Regions from separate parts of the Macaca mulatta genome. Here region 1 is linked to region 2. The links are chromatin contacts, called in public Hi-C maps. All regions are on one chromosome and are shown on one strand. Each heading gives the region's core, a stretch centred on a gene start, on an enhancer-like site or on the middle of the called end of the contact. The rest is flanking DNA. Distances are from core to core; before and after follow the strand shown.

Region 1 (5,045 bases), core at 237-2,736, 230 kb after region 2:
TCGTGGATTTCACTGAGAACTTACCAGAGTTGAACTCCCTCACTTTCTGTTGCCCAACATTGGCAGGTTCTGGAACTGGTGGCTGTGGTGGCTCGTTGGTCTTTGGTCTCTTAGAAGATGGAGAATCATCATCATCTTGAAAAAGAAAATGGTCATTACTGAAGGAATCATCTTAGGTTACAGCCACCTCCTAGTCAATTCCCAACATTCAAAAGGTAAGTGGCTTTAAAACTATTTTGAGTATTAATAATTATTCCTGTATTATGATCATTAGCATACCTTTTTCTAGTTGCATCTGAAATTTTATTTTTTTGGGATGTGCTCGAGTGAATACTGTTTTATCCTCTGTCTTGCTTCATTATTTTTTAGTTTGCTTCATTTGAATCATCATTACAAATCTCCCCTTGCCCTCAAATAACTCTGAAATTGCTGCCAAGAACTATATTCTATTTTAAGGCTTTTCAGAAAAAACTTTCAACAAAGACAGCCACCTAAAGTTATACAAATACAGAAGAAAGGGGATATAATAAAGCTTAGACTGGAAAAAATATTTAAGCTTATACAAAATTCAAGCATACATAAACAAGGGAAGCTGGATAATTGTATGTTCAAATACTTTTAATAAGTGCAAAACGTATATGCTTAAAGAAATAGGGCTGGCCGGGCGTGTTGGCTCATGCCTGTAATTCCAACACTTTGGGAGGCCAAGGCAGGCAGATCACTTGAGGTCAGGAATTCAAGACCATCCTGGCCAACATGGTGAATGAAACCCCATCTCTACTAAAAATACAAAAATTAGGCTGGGCGTGGTGGCTCACACCTGTAATTCCAGCACTTTGGGAAGCTGAGGTGGGCGGATCACCTGAGGTCGGGAGTTCAAGATCAGCCTGACTAACATGGAGAAACCCTCTCTCTATTAAAAATACAAAATTAGCCAGGTATGGTGGCACATGCATGTAATCCCAGCTACTCAGGAGACTGAGGCAGGAGAATCACTTGAACCCAGGAGACGGAGGTTGCAGTAAGCCGAGATGATGACATTGTACTCTAGCCTGGGCAACAAGAGCAAACTCTGTCTCAAAAACAAAAACAAAAACAAAAACAAAAAAATATTAGCCAGATGTGGTGGCGCCTGTAATCCCAGCTATCTGGGCAGCTGAGGCAGGAGAATCGCTTGAACCCAGGAGATGGTAGTTATGGTAAGCTGAGATCGTGCCACTTTACTCCAGCCCGGGTAACAGAACGAGACCCTGTCTCAAAAAAAATAGGGCTATATTATTTATGAAACAGATACTGTTGACTCAGTCACCAGAAAGCCAAGGTCGCCAACATTAGACAAATTCGCTGGAGGACCTATGTATGTGCTTTGAAAGACAAAACTGCTTTTGTAAAGAATACTGTATTTTAGAAAAACATAATCACATTAACAACTAATAACACTGTAAAATTAACTATCTAGAGACATAATCTCATTCTATTGCTCAGGATGGAGAGCAGTGGGATGATCAAAGCTCACTGTAGCCTTCAGCTCCTGGCCTCAAGTGATCCTCCTGCCTCAGCCTCTTAAGTAGTTTGGGCCACAGGTGGACACAGGTGCACCTGACTCTTTTTTGCTTGTTTTGTAGAAGCAGGGTTTCACTACATTGCCCAGGCTGGTCTCAAGCTCTGGAGTCTCGCTCTGTCGCCCAGACTGGGGTGCAGTGGTGCGATCTCGGCTCACTGCAACCTCCGCCTCCTGGGTTCAAGAGATTCTCCTGTCTTAGCCTCCCGAGTAGCTGGGACTACAGGCATGCGCCATCATGCCTGGCTAATTTTGTATTTTTAGTAGAGATAGGGTTTCTCCATGTTGGTCAGGCTGGTCTTGAACTAACCTCAGGTGATCCGCCCACCTCAGCTCCCCAAAATGCTTTGATTACAAGTGTGAGCCACCACACCAGGCCTAATTTTTGTATTTTTTGTAGAGACTGGGTTTCACCAAGTTGGCAAGGATGGTCTCGAACTCCTGACCTCAGGTGATCCACCCGCCTCAGCCTCCCAAAGTGTTGGGATTACAGGCGTGAGCCACCGCACTTTCTTATGTTATTAAATAGCCCAGGAGGGTGCGGTGGCTCAGGCCTGTAATCCCAACAACTTTAAAGGCCAAGGTGAAAACATGCTTGAACCCAGGAGTTAGAGACCGGCCTGGGCAACATAGCAAGACCCCCATCTCTACAAAACACACAAAAATTAGGCCAGGTGAGCACGGCGTCCGGCTAATTTTTGTATCTTTTGTAGAGATGGGGTTGTGTCATGCTGCCCAGGCCCGTCTTGAACTTCTAAGCCCAAGCTATTCTCCTGCCTTGGCCTCCCAAAGTGCTGGAATAACAGGGCCCAGGCAGCCTCATGTTTTCTTTAAGCAGTCCCTCCCGGTTGTACACTTGGATAGTTTTTCTTTTTTTTTTAAATACAGGGTTTACCTCATTCTCGCAGGCAGGAGTTCTGTGGTGGGATCATAGCTCACTGGAGCCTTGAACCTTGGTGTTCAAGTAGCTGGGAGGCTGAGGTTGGACTACAGAGATGGGGTTGCGCCATATTGCTAGGCTGCTCTTGGCCTGAAGGGATCCTCCCACCCCGGCCGCGCCCGGACATTCTTTTCTATTTTTGACCGACATAAATACTGCGCTGGGTGGGAGTTTATCAGCTACCCCTTTCCAGCCCGCAACACACAAGAACTGGCCGAGAGGTCGCCGTTACCAGGCTCCACTCTGAGAAGACTGCCCAGCTCCAGGCACTGCCCGTGACGTGGCAGAAGACCCGCCCCTGTGACGTCACCGAAGGCACCCCCCCCCCCCCCACCAAGAAGGCGCAAAGGCCCGCCCCTCACGCGGAGCCAATCGGAACTCGAGGTGGGAGTGCTGGGTCTTCCAGGAGCGCGCTTGCGCGCGAGGGTGACTACCGGCGGCCGGCTGGTATGTCATGTCCGCAGGCTTCAACCCAGCGGCCGCCACCCATAAGCTACCAGGAGGAGCTTTACCACCACCTGGACTACTATACCTGCCTGACTTCCCGGCCTGCGGGGTCCGCGCAGCAAAGACCTGACGCTACTGGAGCAGGCGCTGTGCACCTACCGGCTGGCGCCTGGTGGGTACCAGCGCAAGGTCGCCCAGAAGCTCCTCAATGGCCGGCGCAAGCGCCAGCCAGCACCAGCTGCAGCCCGGGCGGCGAACTCGCCTCAGCTGAGCCTGGGTACGTGCACCCCCCAACACTTCCCCCAGCCAGGTTTCGGGAACCTCGGGAGCGTCCCCCACTGCCCGGTGCCACTGGTGCTGGGCAGGGAGGGTTGGCCCCATCTGAGGCTGTCCTGTATTAGGGAGCTGCACCAGCTTGACCTCTGACTGCCGTTGCAATAGCATTAAAACCTTTGGAACTTTGTAGGTGGGTAGAAGGGGCTAGGAAACAAAGAAAACATCTTTTTAAAAATTTATATAAGAGATTGGCCGGGCGCAGTGGCTCACACCTATAATGCCAGCACTTTGTGAGGCCGAGGTGGGTGGATCACGAGGTCAGGAGTTGAAGACCAGCCTGGCCAGCGTGGTGAAACCCCGCCTCTACTAAAAATACAGAAATTAGCTGGGCCTGGTGGCGGGCGCCTGTAATCCCAGCTACTCGGGAGGCTGAGGCAGAGAATTGCTTGAACCCGGGAGGCGGAGGTTGTAGTGAGCCGAGATTGCGCCTTTGCACTCCAGCCTGGGCAACAAGAGCAAAACTCCGTCTCTAAATAAGTAAGTAAGTAAGGAGAGAGAGAGAGAGAGAGAGAGAGAACGAAAAGAAAAGAAAAGAAAAAAAGAAAGAAAGAAAGAAAAAAGCAAGTAAGTAAATAAATAAGATTTTCAAGGCCGGGCATGGTGGGTCACACCTAAATAAGCAAATAAATTGGACTTTCAAGGCCAGGCATAGGGGGTCATACCTATAATCCCAGCACTTTGGGAGGCCCAGGCAGAAGGATTGCTTGAGCCCAGGAGTTCGAGACTAGTCTGGGCAACAGGGCAAAATCCTGTCTCTACCAAAAGCACAAGATAAGCTGGGCATTGTAGTGCGCACCTGTATTCTGAGCTACTCAGGAGGCTGAGATGGGAGGATGGTTTGAGCCCGGGAGACAGAGGCTGCAGTGACCTGAGATCGTACCACTGAACTTCAGCCTGGGTGACGAGCCAGACCCTGTCTCAAAATAATAATAATAATAATAATAAATTCATACAGTTTAGTATGGTTTAGTAAGTTTCAGCAGGCAGATTGTCAGGGTAAGATGGATTGTTATATATATACTTACATATATAACAATATGTATATTTATATACTTATTTATTTTAGCAGAGATAGGGTCTCCCTATGTTGCCAGGCTGGTCTCAGACTCCTGAGCTCAAGCAATCCTCCTGCCTTGGCTTCCTAAAGTGCTCACATTGCAGGTGTGAGCGACCACACCTGGCCTATAAGGGGAATTTAAGGGACTCTCTACTATGATGTCCCTTCTCCCAGTCCCTTTCCCCATGTAGAAGAGGGTTCTGCTGAGTGACTGGCATTTGCTTATATTTCTCAGTGCTATGCACAGTGTAATGGAAAATGCACAGACTGGCTCAAGAGCCCAGGGATTTCAGTTCCAGGCCAAGCTCATCCACTGACTGAGTCAGTCAAACCTCTTTGGATTTCAGATTCTTCATCTGATTAACATAGATAACACTTATCCCATAGTACACTGCAAAGATGACATGTGATGGTGAACAAGTTAGTTTCCCTTTAAATATTAAGAATTAGGCCAGGTGCAGTGGCTCACACCTGTAACCCCAACACTTTGGGAGGCTGAGGCGAGTGGATCACAAGGTCAGGAGTTCGAGACCAGCCTGGCCAATATGGTGAAACCCCGTCTCTACTAAAAATACAAAAATTAGCTGGGTGTGGTGGTGGGCACCTGTAATCCCAGCTACTTGGGAGGCTGAGGCAAGAGAGTCACTTGAACCCTGGGAGGCGGAGGTTGCAGTGAGCATAATCACACCACTGCACTCTAGCAC
Region 2 (5,590 bases), core at 2,855-5,354:
AAAAATTAGCTGGGCATAGGGCCTGGCATGAAGGCTCACACCTGTAATCCCAGCACTTTGGGAGGCCGAGGCAGGCAGATCACCTGAGCTCAGGAGTTTTGAGACCAGCCTCGCCAACATGGTGAAACCCCGTCTCTACTAAAAATACAAAAATTAGCCAGGCATGGTGACGCACCTCTAATTCCAGCTATTCAGGAGGCTGAGGAAGGAGAATCGCTTAAAGCCGGGAGGCGGAGGTTGCAGTGAGCCGAGGTTGTTCCAATGCACTCCAGCCTGGGTGACCGTCTCAAAAAAAAAAAAAAAAAAAAATTAGCTGGGCATGATGGCATGTGTCTGTAGTCCCAGATACTCGGGAGGCTAAGGCGGGAGGATCACCTGAGCCCAGGTGGTCGAGGCTACAGTGAACTGTGATCCAGCCTGGGTGACAGTGCAAGACACTTTCTCAAGAAAAACAAGTCTTTGCGAGGCGGTATGGCAGACTGATTTACAGTGACAGCAATAAGCACTTGGAAACAGATTGATTAGGTCAGATCCCCAGTTCTGCATCTTACTAGCTCTGTGGTGTCAGGAAAGTTACTGAATCTTCATGTGTCTCAGTTTCCACATTTGAGAAATGGTAATAGTAATAGTCCCTATCCTGTGGTTTGGTTATGGTTTGTTTGACCCCACCAAGTGTTGTGTTGAAATTTGATTCTCAGTGTTGAAAGTGGGGCCTGGTGGGAGGTGTTCAGGTCATAGGGGCAGGTCCCTCATGAATGGCTTGGTGCCATTCTTGTGGCAGTTAGTGATTCTCACTCCTCCTCCTCTTCCTCCTCTTCTTCTTCCTCTTCTTCCTTCTCCTCCTCCTCCCCCCAGGTTCAAGTGATTCTCCTGCCTCAGCTTCCTTAGTAGCTGGGATTACAGACACCTGCCACCACACCTGGCTAATTTTTGTATTTTTAGTAGAGACGGTGTTTCACTGTGTTGGCCAGACTGGTCTTGAACTCCTGACCTCAGGTGATCCTCCCGCCTCAGCCTCCCAAAGTGCTGGGATTACAGGCGTGAGCCACTGAGCCTGGCCTGAATTACTGATTTTTACATACTGTACAAACGTCTGCATCCTACTTTTTCTTACTTTTGTTAAATTTGGCCTAAAGCTGCCTCATAAACAATGAACTGTATCCTAATTTAATTAAGCATTTCAACATTTCACTAATGGAATATAAAAGTAAAATTAAAAAATAAGAAAATATGACAAAAAAAAAAAAACCGTGTAAACATTTGGGAAAAAGCCTTCAGGCCTTGTCAGTTCCTAGAATGTATTTATTTTCACCGCGCTGGGGACTCCATTTCCAGTATTAAGGTCCATTTTCAGAAGGTGGGTTTGGTGAGTGTGAAAAAAGGGGGTGGGGGAGTAATCGTACAAACAATTGTGTCCAGGCCAGGTTCCTAGGACCTGAGGGACCCCTCCGTATGGCAGAGGCACCCGACATCCGTAACTGCTGTGCACCCTGCGAATGACTTTATGGTCTAAGAAGAACGTGTGTTCAGGGCCCCACCTAAGGAATCAGGAGTGGCAATATCCTGGTAGGATGCCAGCCTATGAAACCCCGAGTCTAGAGGTCAAGCTGGGCACTTAGCTTCTTTCTTTTTTTTTTTTTTTTTTGAGACGGAGTCTCGCTCTGTTGCCCAGGCTGGAGTGCAGTGGCGCGATCTCGGCTCACTGCAAGCTCCGCCTCCCGGGTCCACGCCATTCTCCTGCCTCAGCCTCCCAAGTAGCTGGGACTACAGGCGCCCGCCACCTCGCCCGGCTAATTTTTTTTTTTGTATTTTTAGTAGAGACGGGGTTTCACTGTGGTCTCGATCTCCTGACCTTGTGATCCGCCCGCCTCGGCCTCCCAAAGTGCTGGGATTACAGGCGTGAGCCACCGCGCCCGGCCTTTCTTTTTTTTTGAGACGGAGTTTCACTCCTGTTGCCCAGGCTGGAGTACAATGGCATGATCTTGGCTCACTTCAACCTCCACCTCCCAGGTTCAGGCGATTTTCCTGCCTCAGCCTTTCCAAATAGTTGGGATTACAGATGCCCGCCACCACACCTGGCTAATTTGGTATTTTTAGTAGAGATGGGGTTTCTCCATGTTGGTCAGGCTGGTCTCGAACTCCCAACCTCAGGTGATCTGCCCGCTTCGGCCTCCCAAAGTGTTGGGAGTACAGGCGTGAGCCACCGTGTCCGGCCAAGGCACTTGATTTCTTAGGTCACTCACTTGGCCCTCTTCCAAGTTATACTTTCTTTCTTTCCTTCCTGTTCTAAAGTTTTTTAATAATTTTTTTTTTCTGAGATGGCATCTCACTCTGTAGCCCAGGCTGCAGAGCAGTGGCATGATCTCAGCTCACTGCAACCTCTGCCTCCCAGGTTCAAGCATTTCTCCTGCCTCAGTCTCCCGAATAGTTTGGACTACAGGTGCCCGCCACCCGGCTAATTTTTGTATTTTTAGTAGAGATGGGGTTTCTCCATGTTGGCCAGGTTGGTCTCAAACTCCTGACCTCAAGTAATCCTCCCGCCTTGACCTCCCAAAGTGCTGGGGTTACAGGTTTGAGCCACTGCACCTGGCCTGCTTTTTTTTTTTTTTTAGACTGAGTGTTGCTCTGTCGCCAGGCTGGAGTGCAGTGGTGTGATCTCGGCTGACTGCAACCTCTGCCTCCTGGGTTCAGTAGATTCTCCTGCCTCAGCCTCCTGAGTAGCTGGGACTACAGGCGCATGCCACCATGCCCAGCTAATTTTCAGTAGAGACAGGGTTTCACCATATTGGCCAGGCTGGTCTCAAACCCCTGACCTCGTGATTCTCCCACCTCTGCCTCCCAAAGTGCTGGGATTACAGGCTTGAGCCACAGCGCCCAGCGCTGGCCTGCTTTTTAATAAACTTTTACTACTGCTCTGCAACTGGCCTTCCTCTGGCTTTCTGCCTTATACCCTTCAGTGCAATTCTTTCTTCTGAGGAGGCGAGAATTGAGGTTGCTGCTGATGTGTAGGGACTCACCACCCGGAACTCCACCAGTAACAGGATGCTAGTTGAAAATGTTATGTAAGCTGCATGCTTTTTACAAATCGTAGTGGTTCTCATGTCCAGCAATGACCACTGAACCGTCCCTATATGAAAGTACCCTTCATAAACCTATGTCTCCTTTGCTGTCTCCAGATCTCCTCCTCTACCTCTCCCACACGGTGCCTTCCCTACTGGAGTAAAGTGGGGTCCCGCAGGGCACCCTTTCCCTGCAATTTTTTTTTTTTTTTTTTTTTTTTTTTTTTTTTTTTGGAGACAGAGTCTTGCTCCGTTGCCCAGGCTGGAGTGCAGTGGTGTGATCTTGGCTCACTGCAGCCTTTGCTTCCCGGGTTCAAGCGATTCTCCTACCTCGATTTTCCGAGTAGCTGGGATTACAGGTGCGCGTCATCACGCCCCGCTAATTTTTTTTTTTTTTCAATTTTTACAAAATAGGGACGGGGTTTCACTGTCTGTTGGCCAGGCTGGTCTCGAACTCCTGGCCCCAAGTGATCCGCCCCCCCCCCCCCCGCCCCCCACCTCGGGTTCCCAAAGTGCAGGGATTACTGCACCTGGCCTCTCTCCCTGCATCTTTATGTGCCTGCAACACCAAGAGGGAGCTCTTGGCCCCTGGGTTAAGGTCAGGGCTCCAGAATCCCAGGGTCAAGGCTATGGCCGCATCCCAAGGACGGGCATCCCTGCAAGAGGCTGCATCACACAGGCATGGAAGAAGCTCCCATGGGGCCAGCTCAAATTCCTGCTGGGGAAAGCAAGTGGAGGTGCTCCTTGACGAAACAGGGGGATCCCACCGATCTCAGGGGTTCTGTTCTGGCCTGCGACCCTGGATCGTCCAGCCTGGGCCGGGGTGGGGAGCAGACCTCGCCCTTCTTGGCTGGGGCTGAGGGTGAGGGTCCCGTTTCCCCAAAGGCCTAGCCTGGGGTTCCAGCCACAGGCCCCACTGGGCAGCTCCCGGCCCCGCCCCGCCCCTCCAGGCCTGGCACTCGTCCTGAACCAAGATGGCGCGGACGGCTTCAGGCGCGTCACGCCACCGGCGCGTCACGCGAGCCGCCCTACGGGCACCTCCCGCGCTTTTCTTAGCCCAGCAGACAGTGACGGAGAGGGGAGCGGGGGAGTAGGCGAGCGGAAAGCATGGCCCGGGGCTTGGCGGTGGCCTGGGCGGTGCTTGGGCCGCTGTTGTGGGGCTGCGCGCTGGCGCTGCAGGGCGGGATGCTGTACCCCCGGGAGAGCCCGTCGCGGGAGCGCAAGGAGCTGGACGGCCTTTGGAGCTTCCGCGCCGACTTCTCCGACAACCGACGCCGGGGCTTTGAGGAGCAGTGGTACCGGCGGCCTCTGCGGGAGGTGCGATCTCGGGGCAGGGCCGGGAGGCGTCTGGAAGCCCGGCGGTGGGAGTGGGGGATCCCGGGTCCCCGCAGGCTCCTTCCCCTGGGCTTCCCGGAGCTGGGAGCCCGCAGGAGGTTAAAGGTCAACGGGCTTAGGGGGCGCGGGGTTGGGGGACGGGGGAACTGGGGCACTCTGGAGGGCCGGGGTGGAGGAGGCAGGAGGAGGAGAAAAGACTCCTGCCGAACCCCTTCCTGAGGCGAAGGCTGAGCCTGTGCAGTATCCTTCCTTTTAATATTTATTTTTTATTTTAAAAAAAAATTTTTTGAGACTGGGTTTGCACCTGTCTCCCAGGCTGGAGGAGAGTGGCGCCATCCTAACTTCTGAGCTCACTCGATTCTCCCGTCCCGCAGTTTAGCTGGGGCCACCACGCCTGGCTAAAAAGCAAAACAAAACAAAAAATCTTACCCGGGCTCAGTGGCTCACACCTGTAATCCCAGCACTTTGGGAGGCGGAGGCGGGCGAATCACCTGAGGCCAGGAGTTTGAGACCAGGCTGGCCAACATAACATGGTGAAACTTCGTCTCTACTAAAAATATAAAAATTAACCAAGTGTGGTGGTTCACGCCTGTAATCCCTGGTACTTGGGAGGCTGAGTCAGGAGAATTGCTTGAACCCAAGAGGTAGAGGTTGCAGTGAGCTGAGATCATGCCACTGCACTCCAACCTGGGCAACACAATGAGACATTTTTTTTTTTTTTTTTAAAGATAAAGGGTCTCACTAGTTACCCAGGATGGTCTCGAACTCCTGGCCTGAAGCCATCTTCCCACGTTGACCTCCCAAAGTGCTGATTACAGGCATGAACCACCCACACACTCCCCTGGCACAGCAGCATGCACTGCACAGAGCTGGGCCCGGGGATTGGGAGGAGGGGACAGTTTAGACGTCCTGAGGTCAGCTTTCTGGTTTTTAAGGTTCAGATAGAGGACAGGACGTGACATCAGGCCAAGGACGCCACCCGTGTTCCCCTCCTGACTCGGATGTGGTCAGCAGAGAAGTGGAACCGGGTGAGGTCTGGGCCGCTTTTGCCTGGTCTACATCCTCTTTTTCTGACTTTGCATCATTCGGTACAGGAGGGAGAGAGGAGGGGGCTGGGTGCCAGTGTGGGCCCCACTCACAGTGTCCTAAGCAAAGCTCCCCCTATCCCCCCAACCAGCCTTCCTCCCTGTGACATG

Evidence for each region. A called contact is a pair of places that touch in the nucleus more often than the background predicts.
Region 1: a contact with region 2 is called in a Hi-C map of fetal cortical plate, with 2.6 times the contacts expected there. The contact joins the promoter of LOC114676889 here to the promoter of GUSBA in region 2. A contact is called at or near these places in 2 of 14 Hi-C or Micro-C datasets (cortical neurons and fetal cortical plate).

Annotation. Positions count from the first base shown.
Region 1 is chr3:59,321,209-59,326,253 of T2T-MMU8v2.0, forward strand. LOC114676889 reads left to right here and starts at 1,487. Exons shown (of 3, transcript XM_077998165.1): 1 at 1,487-1,517; 2 at 2,673-3,225. The coding sequence starts at 1,487.
Region 2 is chr3:59,090,910-59,096,499 of T2T-MMU8v2.0, forward strand. It overlaps GUSBA (glucuronidase, beta, a), which reads left to right and starts at 4,105. Exons shown (of 11, transcript XR_003728022.2): 1 at 4,105-4,376.